Linked DNA regions of Anas platyrhynchos: region 1 is linked to region 2. A link is a contact called in public Hi-C data. All regions are on one chromosome and are shown on one strand. The core of a region is the stretch at or near the end of the contact, and the rest is flanking DNA. Distances in the headings are between cores, read along the strand shown. Region 1 has its middle 13 kb from the start of ACSL6. Region 2 holds the start of P4HA2 (prolyl 4-hydroxylase subunit alpha 2).

The links. Hi-C and Micro-C count contacts between places; a contact is called where the count stands out from the background.
Region 1: a contact with region 2 is called in a Hi-C map of skeletal muscle, with 2.0 times the contacts expected there. The contact joins the enhancer-like site here to the promoter of P4HA2 in region 2. A contact is called at or near these places in 2 of 8 Hi-C or Micro-C datasets (skeletal muscle and subcutaneous adipose tissue).

Annotation. Positions count from the first base shown.
Region 1 is chr14:1,935,821-1,940,891 of IASCAAS_PekinDuck_T2T, forward strand. No RefSeq gene overlaps it. Among named protein-coding and RNA genes, the nearest start is that of ACSL6, 13 kb to the right of the region's middle. Within about 2 kb of position 1,806, at least 3 of the 8 cell types and tissues checked have an H3K27ac peak or open chromatin away from gene starts, as enhancers often do. A contact at or near this core is called in subcutaneous adipose tissue, where this site is marked.
Region 2 is chr14:1,881,989-1,886,579 of IASCAAS_PekinDuck_T2T, forward strand. P4HA2 (prolyl 4-hydroxylase subunit alpha 2) reads left to right here and starts at 2,614. Exons shown (of 17, transcript XR_011812655.1): 1 at 2,614-2,750; 2 at 3,677-3,788.

The DNA.
Region 1 (5,071 bases), core at 556-3,055, 53 kb after region 2:
AATTAGGAATGCTTTAAAGGGAACCAACGGGTCACAGATATTGCGTGGACGAGTGCACGTTCTGGTACTGTACAGCGTAGCCAGTTTCACGTGGAAAAATCTCACCCCTTGGAAGAGGCAGGGGGAATCAGGGCTGCAGCTAAACTTCCTATCAGTGAGCACCAGCGAATTAGTTTTTTTGTTTCTCACAGCTGACTGAAGAAACCAGAAACCTCTGTAGGAAGAGCAGAAGGGAAAGGAGTAGGCAGGATGGACTTTTACTGCTGGAAAAAACAGAAGTGCTGTGTCGGAACCCCACCTTGTTCTCTTTATTCTTTTTATAGCAGCTAATGGCATGCAAATGCGTTCTTAGATTGCAGCCAGGATGGAAAAAAAAAAAAAAAAAAAAAAAAGCTGATAAAATCAGAAAGGAGGATGGAACTTGCGGTGTGCTCATGTACGTACACTGATCAGTTGGTCTCTAACACACTGACTCATTTGCAACCAGTCAGAACTGAAACCGCTGTGACCACTCTGCTCATCTCATGGCAGGATCAGCGCTGACCTTTCTTTCCTTTCCTGCAGCGAGGGGATAGCTGCTGTGGGATGCTGCCGGGGCGCGGGGAGTTCCCTGACCACCTCCACCTCCGCCAAAAAAATCCGAGGAAGATTTGCACGAATGAGATGCGAGCTCCGATATGACTCCGCCGATATGATTTCATTGGGCAGAGCCATCCGAAGGATGCCCGTCCTCGTCAGACACCACATTAAATTAACGAGCAGAAAATAGCCTGGCCCATTAAGGGATAGCTGAAGGCCTAACAGAAAATTAACTGAGCAAATTAAAAAAAAATAATTTGCAAAGAAATTAACTGAAAATTAATGGGAGTTGTCAGGTTTCTGAGTGTGGAGGGATAGTGGCTTTCGTTTTTGGGAGCTGGGCTCTGTACGACTGGTGTGCAGTGATGGTGCAGGATGCTCCTCCGACCAAAATTCACCCTGCGAAGGGTTTGTTGGAGAGCCTCTGGGTCAGCACCATGATCATTGTATGTATCTGTGTATGATCATTATATGCTCATCACCACATGTAAACTGCTCCAGTGGGAGTTAGGCCAGCTGAAGGGCGATGTGAGCACCTCTCGTGAGATGCTCTTGTCATTCTAGGGGAAAGCAGCCTTTTTGAAGTAATTTTCCTCATTTATGGCACTTCATCTCAACATGATTTTCTTGCTCTCACTGCTCTATGAGAAGATTGATCAATGGCCCCTCTCACTCCGCTGAGTATCCTCTTCACACTTGTGTCAAGCTTGTGTCTATGCATTCTTGTGCAACCTGGAAATGTTTGTGTTTCTCCCCAAATCCTTGCCCTTGCAATATTTATAGCTTTCAGTGGTTCTCGTGCACAGCCAGGCAGAGCAAACCAACAGCTCCTGTCACCATGAGCTCCCCATTCCCCTCCTTGGCCCTTCTCTGTGTCTCTCCCACCCTGAATTAATCCTGAATGTGTGAGGCTGAAATATATTTTAACATTTATAAGGCTCTTTGCAGAGCAGCATCGACACCTCCTCGTCTCAGCACTGGAAGGAGTTAAGAGTGTTACATCTCTTGTGGTCTGCCTTGGCAGAAGGAAGGAAACTGTGCTTCTCCAAGCAGTGCGGGGCAGTACCAAGCGCTGCTCAGAGGCAGCAGAAAGGAAAAGTTGCTGCTGCTGGGGGCTGCGCTCAGCCCGTGCATCTGCAGCAGATGCGCAGCTCCGCTCCCCAGCCCCAGGACATTCCTTTCCCATTTCGTACTCTGTGGTCGCTGGGTCACGTCCAGGCGTCTGGACAGTGGGCTGGTGTCCCTGGAAAGCGGCCCTCGGAGCGCGGGTCCGAGATGGGCAGATCACCAAGCAGGGGCTGTGCATTTGGGAATAGTCCCTGGTAACACGAGGACTTTTTGGTTAATTAAAAAAAGAGATCTCCACGGGTTTTATTACTTCCTCTGTAGTTACTCAAAAAAAACAAACCCGTGAGTCACAGCGGCATGTCCTTCCTTCACAGGGCCAGCAGAGTATTGTGCAGATGAATGGGCTCAGAGATGAGTCCCCGGCCAGCTCACTGGTCACATCGCAGCCTCCAGACCCCCTGCTTCTATCCTTTGGAGGCTCTGCCAGGGCAATCTCTGTCCTAAGGGGGATTTAGCAGGCTCGGCTGCTCTCGGACTCATGGACTTTTTTGTAGCTCACCAACTTTGGGAAACAAGGAAAATCTCCCTGCTTGCTTGACGAGATGTTTTACCAGAGAGCCATGATGATTTCTTTACTTTTCAAGCAAAAATAAGGGTAAGTTCTGAATTTCATAGAATCCTAGAATCACAGGTTGGTAGGGACCTTGAAGCCCCCCTGTGCCACCCCCTGCCCTGGTCGTGCCCCCTGTCCCCAGCCCCAGCTCCCGGGGGCAGCCTGTTCGGTGCCTCGTCACCCTCAGTCATTTCACTGTGAAATTCCAAAACCAAACAGCTGTTTTTTCTGCCACAAGAGATTTCCTGGGCATTCCCTGTGCCTGTCCAGCCCCGGGACTGCGGGGTGCTGCACGTGGGCCGACAGACATTAGTGCATGCATGCGTCCGCCCCCAGCCCTGGCAGCAGAGTCCAGGGCACACCCCTCCCGAGCAAGCCAAAACCCAAAAACCTCAGCCATCAACACAAAACACCCGTTCCTATTTTCTGGCCGGAAACACGCCTGCAATTTCTAAAATCCTCCATCCACGGAGAGCAATTAAGGGACATCCCTGAGCTTGAATCTGCGGTGTCCCCAAGCTCCCCAAGACCCCGTGCGCTCCGGGGGAGCAGCCGTGGCCCCACGCCCCCCGCACCCTTCAGCTGCTCTCAGATGTGCGCGGTGGCTTTGGCAGCAGCTGGAGAGCAGGCGAAGAGCCAGGCCGTGTTCAGCAGCGGTGATTCACAGCCTGAGGAGGCACCCGTCTGAAACCCTGAGCGGCCAAGAGAAACGCAGATGATCCATCCAAACAGGCTGTAATGGGTGTTTGCAGGCACATCGCCCCACCCGCTGACCACCTCAGATTCGGCGCTGGGGAGCGGGTCACCAGGAAGGGACAATTCGTTGTTTTTTTTTTTTCAGTTGCAAAACCACCTCATATTACTGAGAAATGGATCGTGTTCCAAACACGACTGCTTGTGTGAAGGCACGACCGTGTTCTGCAGAAAATAAAAACAGTTTGTCAATCCTGATAAATGACTAATGAGAACTGAAGAACAAAAATAAAGCACTTTAATGAGGGAAAATGAGTAATCCACCAAATGCTTCGAGAAAAAAAGCAGGGAAATTACCCTTGAAGAGTATTAATCCGGATTTAGCTGCTGACTACAACTTGACAGAGTGCAGGCTGCCTTCACCTAGCCGTGAATGCATCCCCACCATCCCCACTGGGGCAGTGGTGCCACTTCTGTGCATCTGGCTTATACTTGGGGCGAAGAAATGATGTCCCTCGAAGCAGTGCTCAAACAGCAGAGGAGAGAGGGGAGGGAAGGAGCACGGGAGCAGCAGGCACTGCTGTGAGTAATTTTTGCTTATCAGAGAGTGCTCCACACAGCTCACACCTACATATCCTAAAAGCAGAGTGTGCCCCTGCTCATGCGACCTGCCCCACTGCCCACTCTCTTCCCCACTGGATCGCAGGCACTCGCCTTTCCTGCTGCTGATGGGAGCAAGCAGCAAAAATCGTACAGTAAAAGCCTGCTTCCTCTGCGAGCAAGCCTGCAGCTGCTTAGCTAAGAGTTGGAGCTCCGCAGCTTAGCTAAGGTTTGAAGGCATGCGTGTTTTATTGTGCTGCGATGATGCAAGATGCTTATCGGCGCGATAAAACAATGATGCAGCAGTTGTGGTCACCAAGCGCCGGTGCCTGTGGCAGCACAGCGGGGCAGTCATGCCAGGGACGTGAGTGTGCCACCCTCTTGAATCTGGGCATTCCCTGCGGCCCTGTTTGCACTTCGCTCCGCCGGTAGGTTCAGCGGTATTCGGGTTATTTACAAGCTGCTGCGTGGGATCGGGGATCAGGGCAGGGCTCTAAGAAACGCTGGCAAAATCAGCCTTTCCCTGGGGCTGCCGAGGGGCTGGGGCTGCTCTGAGCCCTGTGGGGCAGCGAGGAGGATGCTGAGCACCTCGGGGAGCACCGCAGGCCCCAGAGGAGCGCCCACCGCTGGGTACGGTGTCTGCTGGCTCTGCTTTGTCTGGAACCGGCCCAGCGTTGGCTCTGGTATTAACGCTTCACTTTTCCCTTTTGTTTGTCAGAGTTTCCTGGAGTGCTGTGCTGAGAAGGCTGAGCGTTAGTAATGTTTTCTACTTATAACACTGACTTTTCCTCCTTTTCATACTCCCACGATTCCCTGACTTCCCATTTGTCTGAAAAGTGAATTTAAGATTTAACGTAACATAAGGAAGTGCAATTTAAGATAACGTGTGTGAACAATTAAACATTTCATTGCTAGCACAAACCGCTGACGTTTGGTAGCAGCAGGACTCTCTTCAGGGCACCTCTCGCTATTCCCTGAACTTTTGTTGGCCCCGGGCATGGGGCTTGCCCGGGGGGCTGCAGGGGGTGTGTGTGTGGGGGGCATCCCATGGCCACCGCACAGAGCTATCAGCGGGGAAAATAATAATAAAAAATTGAAATAATAGTAATAACAATATATATTCATTACATAAATATATAGGGTTACATATATACTATATACTGTATCATATTATACATTATTTATTATATATAAGATTATATATTGTATATTATATAATATATTATATATAATATAATGTATAATATAATATAATATAATATAATATAATATAATATAATATAATATAATATAATATAATAATATACTAGAATATAATAAAAATTATTGTGTATTATGTATTATGCATTACATATATATTATTGTTATTATTGTTATTATTATTTTCTCTGCTTACTTCCCCTGTGGTGGCTGTGGTTCTGATGCTCTGGGGGAATTTTCTGGCCCCTCAGCCCCCCGGTGGCCACAAAAAGCTCCCTCCCCCCTGCCAGCCCGGTGGCCACAGCCCCGGGGAGCCCC
Region 2 (4,591 bases), core at 1,364-3,863:
GACACCTCAGTGTTTTCGTCCATGCACCTTTTCCTGTTGATGGACTACGTTTCTCTAGTTCTTAGGGGTTTTGATTCGGGATGGCTTCCTGACAAATGCTCTGGGTCAGAGCTGGCTCTGTGATTTTTGCTACCAGCTGGTACCAGCCAGGGCTGAGCCTGCAGGCACAGCCAGAGCAGGAGATGCAGTTGAACACTGTGCCCACACCCTCCCTCACTTCAGAACCCCATCCTTCTGCCCGTCATGGAGTTAGTATTCCCTTTGGTGCCCCAAATCATCAGCTTGTAAGATCCATCTATGCACACTAAGGTGAGACTAACAAGCAGATGGCACTTCTGCAGACACCACTTCCTAGCGTAGCATGACCTGTTAGCTCTGGTAGTTGTAAAGACAGTGGTCACACTTTTGGCTGAGCCTTTGACCAGCACAGAGATGATGTTGGCATGCCTTTGTTTTGGGTTTCCCATTCTTTCTTCTCTAGGATCTGGTGTGATTGTTTTTCATTCATTAAAAAAAAAAAAAAAAAAAAAAAAAAGGAAGTCAATAGGCACACAGCTAAATTTAGAATTTATTTTTAGAATTTATTTGTGTACGAGGTCTTTTCACACATGTACTTTTTAAAACTCAGTTTCAGAAATCTGAGCTCCACTGAGGTCAGAGGAGTTTCGTTATCCCTGCCTCCTCCATTCTGACCCAGTGCATTGTTTTATGGGAAATACTATACTGTACTATGTAAGTACTCTTAGATAGTTTTAATATTTCCTCTGCTAAGGTCTCAGACAAAAGTCTTGTAATATGAGAGGCAAGGGGGGCATCCAGAAATATTTGTGTGTGCATCTGGCAGCCAAGCTCTCTGCAAAGTGATTTGATTCCACTCTCAGGGAAAGCAGTGGTTTGAAACTCTAGCAGGATGCTTGCTTCTCCTGGTTTTAGACCAGATCTCAATGCCACAACTATTTAGGTGCTAGCTGGGGTTGTGCTAAAGTGAGCTCAGCCTGGACTGGTAGAATCAGATGATGAAAAAACGCCTCCAAGCCATTCCCCGCTGCTCTCCTTGGACCTTGGCTCAGCAGGCAGTGCCTCCTTCTCCTCTCGGACCAGAAATCTCTCCCCCCTCTCCAGGGCAGCAGCAAAGGAGCTGTTTTTAACCTGACACATGCTCCTGCTCCCAGCCAAGGCCACTCAGCAAACTCAGCAGCTTTATGTAAAGGAAGAATTTCAAAGCAAATATAGCTAGAGCAAAACTGGTGCGTTATAAGGATAACATGATACAGGACTTAGAAACATTGGATAGTTGAGGTGCTTTGTGCTAATACTGCATCCTATTGTCTATATATACAGTCAAAAGGACTGTACAGCCGGTTATTTGCAAGAGAAAAGACAGATCAGTGTTCTCATGTTCCCTCTAAAAACTCTTTTAGTCCTTTCCACTAAAACAGGGGGGGGGGAAATCTATTTCTCCATAACATAAGAACAAAAAGTTTGTCAAAAAATAGGTTAAAAAAAAAGGATCAGAACTGGATAAAAATTCTGGCTCTAAATCACATCATTATCTCTGAAGACTAATGCTGTTTGTACAGTCTCTAAAATGCGCTAAGATGTTGAGTACAGTCACAGCCTTACAGATTGCTTCTGTCACTGACAGTAATGTAATCTTTTGTAAATATGTGATGGAAATTAACTATACCCAAATAAATGCTAATGCACAAAGTGTACATATGTGCAGCGTGTGGAGCTTTTTAGTAAGTTTTGGTGACAGGACAGCTGGACCCTTTTATTATGGTTTATGATATTAGCAGTTGCTAAAAGCTTCAGTGAAATTATACCCTTGTGGTAGATATTTATTTCCTTATTTTTTCCACTTTCTCTATGCATTCTGATATGAGTCATCTCCCAAAGTCTTGCTTTCTCAGTTACATTTTGCTAGATTTCTGTTCAGTGTGTGTTTTGGTGATGAAATCCAGTGAAATCTGGAAAGCGAGAGGCTGCTCAGTGCTGTGCTCTGTATGGTCTGACTGAGTTCCTGGCTCTACTTCACATTTAAAAGGCGGTATTCTGGGCTAAGATTTAATGATGATTGGTAATGAAAGTCATTTTTAATGGGTGTATCAGTTTGTGTAGGGGATAAAATGTAAATTGGATGCCCTTGCGAGCTGGGGAATGATCTTTGCTGGCTTTGCTTCGGCTCTGTCTGTGCCCCAGTGCCTGACTCCGTCCTCACCCACAGCCGTGGGCAGATCCCAGCGCCAAGCCCAGGCCGTGTGGAACCAACTTGTACGTAGGGAACAGGGTGAGGACACAAAATATGCCCTAATCCCCTTTCAAAACACATTTTTCAGCTCCCACAAGGCCTACGGGGCAGTGCCAGGCGACGGCGATGCCCCCACCACACGCTGCTTTCCCTGTGGCGGAGCAGCAGCAGCCTGCAGCGCAGGCACCGGGAGGCGGGCGGGCAGCTTTTATGAGGAAAAACACCATTATAGGTGACAGAACCGGGGGGCAGAGGGGATCCCAGAGCCGGGGCTGAGCCCTCAGCGCCCTGTGGAGAGCCATGGCCGAGCCCTGAGGCGGTGGCGGGGCCGCTACTCGCGGCATTACGGCGGGCGGGCGGGGCGGGGGGCGCGGCTCTCGCAGCGGCGGCGGCTCAAGAGCAGCGGGGCCGGGCCGGGCCGGGCCCGGAGGGGGAGCGGACAGACGGCAGGAAGGACGGACAGACGGGCAGACGGACAGGAGGACGGGCTGGGGGCGCGGTGAGCCGGGGATGGGGTTGCTGGAGGGGTCTCGGGCACGCGAAGGGGCCGGGAGCGCGGCCAGGGTGTCCGCACCCCCCGGGTCCTGCTGTGGGGTTGTGGGGTGGGGGGGGGCAGCGGTGTTCGCGTGGATATCGCTTTGTGTCTTCCCTCCCTACTTCTTGTTTTTCCGTTTTTTTATTAAAAATCCCCGCCTCGAGCCACCTGCGGCTCCCCACGCCCGGTGTTGGCCGGTGCTGCCCGAGGAGCGAGGGAGAGTCCGAGGCCTCCGGCGGGCGGCCTGGAGGGAGCCGGGGCAAGGGCAAGGAGCCAGGGCTGTGAGGAGACACGGCGGGGACAGCCCCGTTCCCAAAACACCAGCAGCTGGGGGGCTGCTTCCCCTTCTCCATGCTGGGCTGGTTCCCCTTTTCCCTGCCCTGGGGTTCAGATGTGAGCGGTGGGGTCACGGCTGCGCTGACCGGCTCCCTGCGTATTTGCAGTCTGCTGTCACTTTGAGACGAAACACACGGCGTCTTCAGCTACATGCAGGCATCCAGAACTTGCTTCTTCCACTCTTATCTCCTCCTGCTTTAACACGAGACTTGTTTTTTTGGGAAATCCTCTCGCTGCTGTCACTGGTTGGGCAGCGATGCTGAGCCAGAGGCAGGCAGCAGCGGGTACAGGAGGGAGATTTTGGGGCAGCCCTGGCGGCTGTGGGCTGGTGCCAGAGCTGCAGCAGCACGCCTTCAAGGGCAGCCAGGAATAATTCAGCCCCAGGACACGCAGAACTTCGTTACAAGCTGGGAGGAAGAAGGACATGTACGTACAGGCCATGTTTTGGAGTCCTCTGGCTTCGTGCTGCTGCTGTTCCTCGCTGGTGATCGCCCTGAGTCAGGCTTTCCCAGAAGGTGTTTCGTAATAAAACTTCTTGCTCCTTAATTTTGTAGGTGTGTTGTGAGCGTGAAGCTGATCTGACAGACCCTGAGACCACTGCAGCCATCTTCTCCAGGCTGATACTTCAGCTTTCGGGCATCAAGGAGCTAGGAAACAATCTTGCAGGTACGTTGTAAATGTAAATTGCTACCAATAACCGCCGCTTGGGTCTTACAGGCAGAGCCCTAGGTAACAGCTGTAAATTGGCAATGCTGTGACATTAACAGGCAGGAATTTTGCTTCTTGCTTTTGGCATAATTTTTTGAGATTCTTTTTAATATAGCCCTTTCCAGTGCAGGAAGTACAAGCTATGGATGTGATTGTGTATTTCAAAGACAGTAACAGCAGGGGGAGCATGATTTACTGTTTAGTCTAAGTTTTTCATTCTAGATTTAAGTCAGGAATTTAGTCTGTTTGTAATTTCCATACTGTGCATATTGGCAAGCTTCCAAACAAGCAAGCTGTAAACATAGCTCTTTCTATAGCTAGTTCTGATTTTTGTGTATGGCTTTCTATATGTCTGCGAAACAAGGACCCAGGGTATGTTAGGAGGCATGTTCTAGGGTGATCTGAGATTCAGCCCCCACATCTCTGAGATAATGCCTTCATTTTAATTCAGCTGCTGTTATCAGTTGAAGGGAATACCTCACTGACCACAGACCTGTCATATAAAAAAATCTTTCTGAATAGATTTTTAATGTTATTTGAGCATATGGGAGGCTATCTTAAGCATTACGATGTACTAAAACTATGGGCTCTGCACAGAAAAATGAAGTCTGAATTTTAATGCTAGAAAACAAGCTTCAGTGGGGAAAAAAGCATGCAGTCCTGCTGTCTTGTCTCTAGTAACAGTGTGGGGTTTGGCTCTAGGCTGCTTCATGTCTGATGAGCTCACAGGCACTGCGGAGTAAGATGCAGGCAGGTTTGCT